Regions from separate parts of the Mus musculus genome. Here region 2 is linked to region 1. A link is a contact called in public HiChIP or PLAC-seq data. All regions are on one chromosome and are shown on one strand. Each heading gives the region's core, a stretch centred on a gene start, on an enhancer-like site or on the middle of the called end of the contact. The rest is flanking DNA. Distances are from core to core; before and after follow the strand shown. Region 1 has its middle 32 kb from the start of Mfsd11. Region 2 has its middle 12 kb from the start of Gm11728.

Evidence for each region. HiChIP or PLAC-seq counts read pairs in DNA pulled down with a chosen protein or histone mark.
Region 2: a contact with region 1 is called in an H3K27ac HiChIP or PLAC-seq map of T-cell acute lymphoblastic leukemia, with 4 times the contacts expected there. The contact joins two enhancer-like sites. A contact is called at or near these places in 7 of 15 datasets of contacts at CTCF or cohesin (CD8 T cells, embryonic stem cells, large pre-B cells and 2 more), 76 of 484 Hi-C or Micro-C datasets (3T3-L1-derived adipocytes, B cells, the BV-2 cell line and 32 more), 29 of 115 datasets of contacts at active chromatin or transcription factors (the 230-238 cell line, the SCID.adh cell line, SST interneurons and 18 more) and 2 of 9 other capture datasets (embryonic stem cells and liver).

The regions. Positions count from the first base shown.
Region 1 is chr11:116,884,661-116,887,477 of GRCm38.p6, forward strand. No RefSeq gene overlaps it. Among named protein-coding and RNA genes, the nearest start is that of Mfsd11, 32 kb to the left of the region's middle. Within about 2 kb of position 1,296, at least 85 of the 459 cell types and tissues checked have an H3K27ac peak or open chromatin away from gene starts, as enhancers often do. A contact at or near this core is called in the CH12 cell line, the SCID.adh cell line and T-cell acute lymphoblastic leukemia, where this site is marked.
Region 2 is chr11:117,027,511-117,030,277 of GRCm38.p6, forward strand. No RefSeq gene overlaps it. Among named protein-coding and RNA genes, the nearest start is that of Gm11728, 12 kb to the right of the region's middle. Within about 2 kb of position 1,466, at least 58 of the 459 cell types and tissues checked have an H3K27ac peak or open chromatin away from gene starts, as enhancers often do. A contact at or near this core is called in the CH12 cell line, the SCID.adh cell line and T-cell acute lymphoblastic leukemia, where this site is marked.

The DNA of each region.
Region 1 (2,817 bases), core at 46-2,545:
GCTGAGCCATCTCTCCAGCCCATATTTAGATTTGTTCATTTTTATTTCATGTGTGCTTTGTTTCTGTGCACCACATGCATACCTGGTGCCTGTAGAGAACAGAAGAGCTCATCAAATACCGCAGAACGATCCCAGACGATTCCGAGTGACCGTGTGGTGTTGGGGCTCAAACCCTGGTTCTCTGGAAGAGCAGTCCTCTCATCTGCTGAGCCATCTCTCCAGCCCATAAACAAAAACGTAAAAGAAAGAAAAGACCTGTTCCGGTCAGACCAGAATTATGATGGCTAGGATGCCCCGTCTTGTATCTTGAAATGCAGTGGACATGCCTGCTCTATAAGGTCTCCATACACTTTAAGACCCTTTTTTTTTCTTCTGCAAGTCGATGGGTCTAGATACCCAAGATAGTCTCGAACCTGGGCTGTAGAGTGCTTGCCTAGTATGCTCAGACCCCCGGTTTCCATTCCCCAGTGCTATTAAAACAAAAACAAAAAACAAAAAATTGGGCTTTGTGGCACATGATTGTAGTCCTGCACTCAGGAGTCAGAGGCAGGACGATCAGGAGTCGAAGGTCAGCCTTGGCTATGTTTTTGAGGCCAGCCTGGGCTATAGACTCCAAATCAAATCAAATTTATTCCAGATGATTCGGGGGAAAGACTCAGCCACAGCTGTCCAGCTCTTGAATCCTCTCATAGAGTGCAGAAATCAGTTCTTGGTACGGAGGCTGGGTGCATATCCTACGATGCCCAGCAGAGGGCAACCGACTCTTGCGATCTGTTTTTACAGCTTTGGATCTAGGCCGAGACTGAACTCGTGATCTGGGATGCAAGAGGTGTGGAGCCGGCATAGTAAATAGCTCGGTTTAAGGGACGTCTCTGCTGTGTTTCAGTCTCCCACGCTTAGGTCTCCGAGGTGTCACTGTCCTATGTGTTCTGTTGTCCCGACGTGAATCTCTAAGTTTATAGGTAGACTTTCCGAAAGAAGAGCCAGTGAAATGGTTCAGCGGAGACTGTCCTGACACCTTCCCTTTGTGTGTGTGTGTTGTGAGGAAGGGCAGGGGGTGCGGGGCAGGGCGCGGGGGTGCTGGGGGATCCCTGGCATCCTCTGGCTCTGCGCAGACCCAGTTGAAAAGAAACTTAGGTTCCTTCACCCTGAACTCCCTCTGCGTGTACAGGGATCCTACTGCTCTCCGCCTCTCCGGGGGTGGGGGTTGGGGGGACGGAGGGGGCGAGGTGAGGAGGGAGGGAAGGGGAGGGGAGGGAGGTGACTGATCCTCTGAAAGGGAATCCGGAAGCCCTTGGCTGGCTTCAGCAGGTTGCTAAGGAACAGGAGGCCTCAGGGGTGCTCTGCAGGTGAGTTGGATCCCTTGCCAGCTGTCTGCTTCGCAGTTTCTGTTCCCCCTTGAGCACCGGGGTGGGGGTGGGGGGAAAAGGGGGGTGCAGCTGGTTACCCAGATCTACCACCTACTTCTGTAACAAACTCAGCACCTGTCTCAGGCTGACAAGGGCCCAGATGGGACAATGGGTTTACTGCAGCTCCGGTCTTCCCAAGTCTAAGGGTTTTTTTTCTCATGAGTGGCTGTCTCTCCCATCTCTGTGTGGGCTGGGCTTTAGTTTTATGTAGGTAGTGGTTAAACCAGGGCCTTATGCATGCTAAACAAACACTCTGTCGCTAAGCCACACCCACAGTCTAAAGGCAGGTGGATGTTGTTGTTGTTGTTTTTGGGCATGTTGGCACACAACTTCACTTCCAGTACTTGGGAGATAGGATGACAGATCTGTGAGTTCAAGGTTGGCCTGGTCTGCATAGCCAATGTTAAGCCATCCAGGAATGCATAGTGAGACCCTTCCTCAAAACAGAAGTTATTCTTTGAGAGTTTCATTGGTGTGTATAGTGTTATTTTGGTCACCCTCTCATCTGTCTCCCACTCCCTGAACCACATCTTCCAAAGAAAAATCCCCTTGGCTTCGTGGGGGGGGGGGGAGGGGAGGGGAGAGGGAGGCAGAGAGAAAGAGAGAGACAGAGACAGAGAGACAGAGAGACACTCAGGAGCCAGGGTTTCAGCCCTCGTCCAGAAGCAAAGTAGACACTCGCTCAGAACTGCAAACACAATGATACTCTCCTTGTCACTGTGGTTGAAATGGGGACAGATAAACTCTGGTTCAAGTTACCACCTGTCGCTCCTCAGGTGTCATTGTGGATGAGAGTTCTTAACTGTCACTTTCATCAAGCTAGAACCTGGGAGAAATGGCTGGGTGACCGAGTCCTTGTGTCCCACACTGCAGGGAGCTCAGACCACCACGGGGCACCAAAGAGATGGGCACAGAGGAAACTGTGCCCAGTGAGTGGACACTGAGAGGGTCCCATTGCCCAGTGCCCACCCAGTTGGAAGTACTGTCTATTCTGGGCCCCAGGAGAGTAATGGGGAGAGCTAGGGTCAAGGCAGGAACAGTGGGAGGGGAGGGGGTGTCATCTGGTCCAAACCTCTGCATCTGCACGCCCCCTGCCCCTCATCCCCCATCCTTAGATCTGCAGAGTCCAACCAAAGAACAGGATGGAGTTTTCTGGTTCATCTCCTGCTTCTGCAGGTGCAAGCTCTTGCTGGGGATATAGATGGAGCTCTGAGGTGGGGAAAGAGGGTGGGGCCTTGCTTCTCTGAGGTGTGGGCCTCGGTGTCAGAATGAGGCAAAAGGGGGAGGGAGGAGGGCTTAGGAGGCTCATTCAGGGCCTTCCTGGGATGGGTGCATTTCTGGTTTCATGACCTCAATTCCCCCTCCCCCCAGTGACATCCAGGGTAAAGAAAAGCGACTTTACATACAA
Region 2 (2,767 bases), core at 216-2,715, 140 kb after region 1:
TAGCCTGAGTTTATGAACGTGGTCTGTGGGTTAAGGGTCCTGTCAGCAATCGGCTTAGTGAGACACTGAGCCCTCTGTCCTCGTTGGTGACACCACAACAGTGTAGTTTGGAGTTCGAGGGAGGCAGGGAGCATCATGGGATATGCAGGCATAAGGAAAAGGAGGTCGTATGTCTCACTGAGCCTGTAACTCAGCTCCAGGAATCCTTGAGTCTCCACCCCCAGCGCTAGAATTACAGACACTACAGCTGGTCTTTTACATGCGGTTGGGGATGAACTAGCACTTTACAGAGTGAGCCACCCTCCCGACCTAACTCTCACTGACCACGCCCACCACACATTATCACAGAAACCACAGGCCATGGCACCTACGGGGCTCTCCATGCTCCTTGCAGGGCCCACCTCATCCTGCCGGTTTTCTCTGTACTTCTCAGGCTCCCTCTCCACCCGGTTCTTGTCTTCCTCTTGCCTCAGGGCCCTGGAGAGGTCTGATCCTTATACCCGAAGCCTGAGCGGCTCCTCAACTTTGCGCACTTTGTGACCCTTTCTGCCTTGCCAAGCTAGGGCCTCTCTGTGGACAGACAGAAGCTGTGCAATACTTAGAGCTGCAGAAGGCTTCCTGGGTCGGAGGCATTTCGGTGGAAAGGGCACGCTGATGCACCTGGCCACGAGCCGCATGGGGCCAGGGAGCGGGCGGTCTAACCGTAGTGGGCACTGGGGAAGAAGTCTGTAGTGGCTTGGGGGAGACCCTGGTTCTCCACCGAGGCAGCTAGGAGCGGGGAAGGAATTGCTTTGCTCTGGTTTATCCAGTGTCTATCTTAGACATGGCTTGGCACACACCAGGCCACGCTGCCGTTCAGGAATGCCCTGAGCGCAGCACCAGGCTGTGGACAAGGACCCCTGACAGGGAGCCATTGAGTACCACCTGCCGCTCAGGAGGGCCCATCCCCACCGCCAGCCCTCTGCCCACTCGGGACATGCCAGGCCTCCACCCCTCAGTCCTTTGTCCTTCTCTCTCCACAGCTCAACTCCCGAGTAGAGCACCCTCTATGTGAAGCTGCCTCAAACTTCCACCCCTTGTCCTGAGACCTGTAGCCCTTTGCACCAGCCTCCCTTGTGGGTACAAGGCCATACAGTGGGCACTCATCGGGTCCCAAGTGCGAAGAACAGGGCTCACCTTGTGTGAACCTCTTACCACCCTGGCATTCTGAAGTGGCGCAGGGCCTCGGCGTAGCTTAGACCGGGATCCAAAGGTAAAGTCCCATGGTCAGAAATGGGGGTGTCATTGAACCTCTATATCTTGTCCGGTTGCAGCCCGTGGTCTAGACTTTCACAAGTTGCACCTTTATAGCTTCGGGTCCCTCTCATCCCGACGCTGAGTTCCCAGGTGGCCCAAGTACAACACCACACACTCAGGGGCTGTGTTTCACGCCATCACCAGGACAGATGGAGCCTGCCGCTGAGCTGGTCTCCCAGCAGCAAGCAAGCTCCCTCTGGCAGCCAGCAAAAAATAGCCATCTCATTTGCATGGAGTTGCAGGAGGGAAGAAGCAAGAACAGAACTTCAAACAAAGGGGAAATTTCAAATTAGAGAAGAAAGGCAGTGAGCAGCCAGGCCCTGCGGAACACGGCTCGAGCCCAGCCATTTAGCACGCTTAGCTGGAGATGCAGCCCAAGTCAATACAACAGCGGGCACATTATCAGCATTGCCACAAACCATTATTCATTATCTCTGGGGCTCATTGACTCTTCTCGGGATTCAGCTGTATTTTAATCAGTCACATTATGGGGGGAAGGAAATGTCCCCTGGAGAAAACTGTGGCGTCACGCCATGTGCCAGCCAGCCAGCACACCGGGATGGGGATGTTCCAAGGTGCCGTGATGTCATGTGGCATCGTTCAAGTTAATCTGGGGAAAAATTAAAGGGAGCAGCACCTTTCTCATCTTGTACGCATTTCCTGAGCGCTTTCCATGGTGACCTTGACCTTGAGGGAGAGAAGATCAGGTTCTCTGGGGCTGGGAAGATGGTTCAGTTGCTAAGAGCTTCCTGCAAGTGCGTTAGGACTTGAGTTTGTACCCACACTTCTGTATCATAAGCCAGATGTGACCAGCATGTATCTGCAATCCCAGCAATGGGGAGGTGGAGATAGCGGCAATCTCTGGAGCTCACTGGCCAGTTAGTCCAGCTTCAAGTTAAGTAAGGAACTCTCAATAGGTGCATGCTCCTCCCCACATTTCCTCCAAAAAGGGATGTGTAGTTGTTTGCTGGGTATGGCAGCACATGCCTTGTCTATACTCAGGAGGCCGAGGCAGAGGATCATAAGTTTGAGGCTAGCCTCAGCTAATTAGTGAGAGTTTGTCTCAAAATCCCAAGAACCAAGCAAAATAATTACACAAGGTTGTTGTACCAAGCCTCAAAGTTCCAGGGCGTTTGTTACTGGGGTGGTAGGCTATGATAAGATGCTCTGCTGGTTTTTATTTGACTTCTCTCTTGCTTCTTCTTGCTTTTTGCCTCAGTCAGTCTGGATATCTTTCTACATCCCTTTTGGCTTAAAAATAGCCCTCTGTAGGGTCCTTCTCTCTAACCTCACAAAAGCCATTCTCTCTGATCCTGCATTCAGAGAGATAGCATCTTGGCAGGTGCAAGGCAGGGAAGGGGCTGTGGGTTGTCAGCATGCCAGGGCCCCAGGGCCGAGGGTGCTAATTGTCACCTCCTCCCCCTCCTTGAGGCCCATCCCTGAGCCCTCTCTGGATCAGCTGCTATTTGCA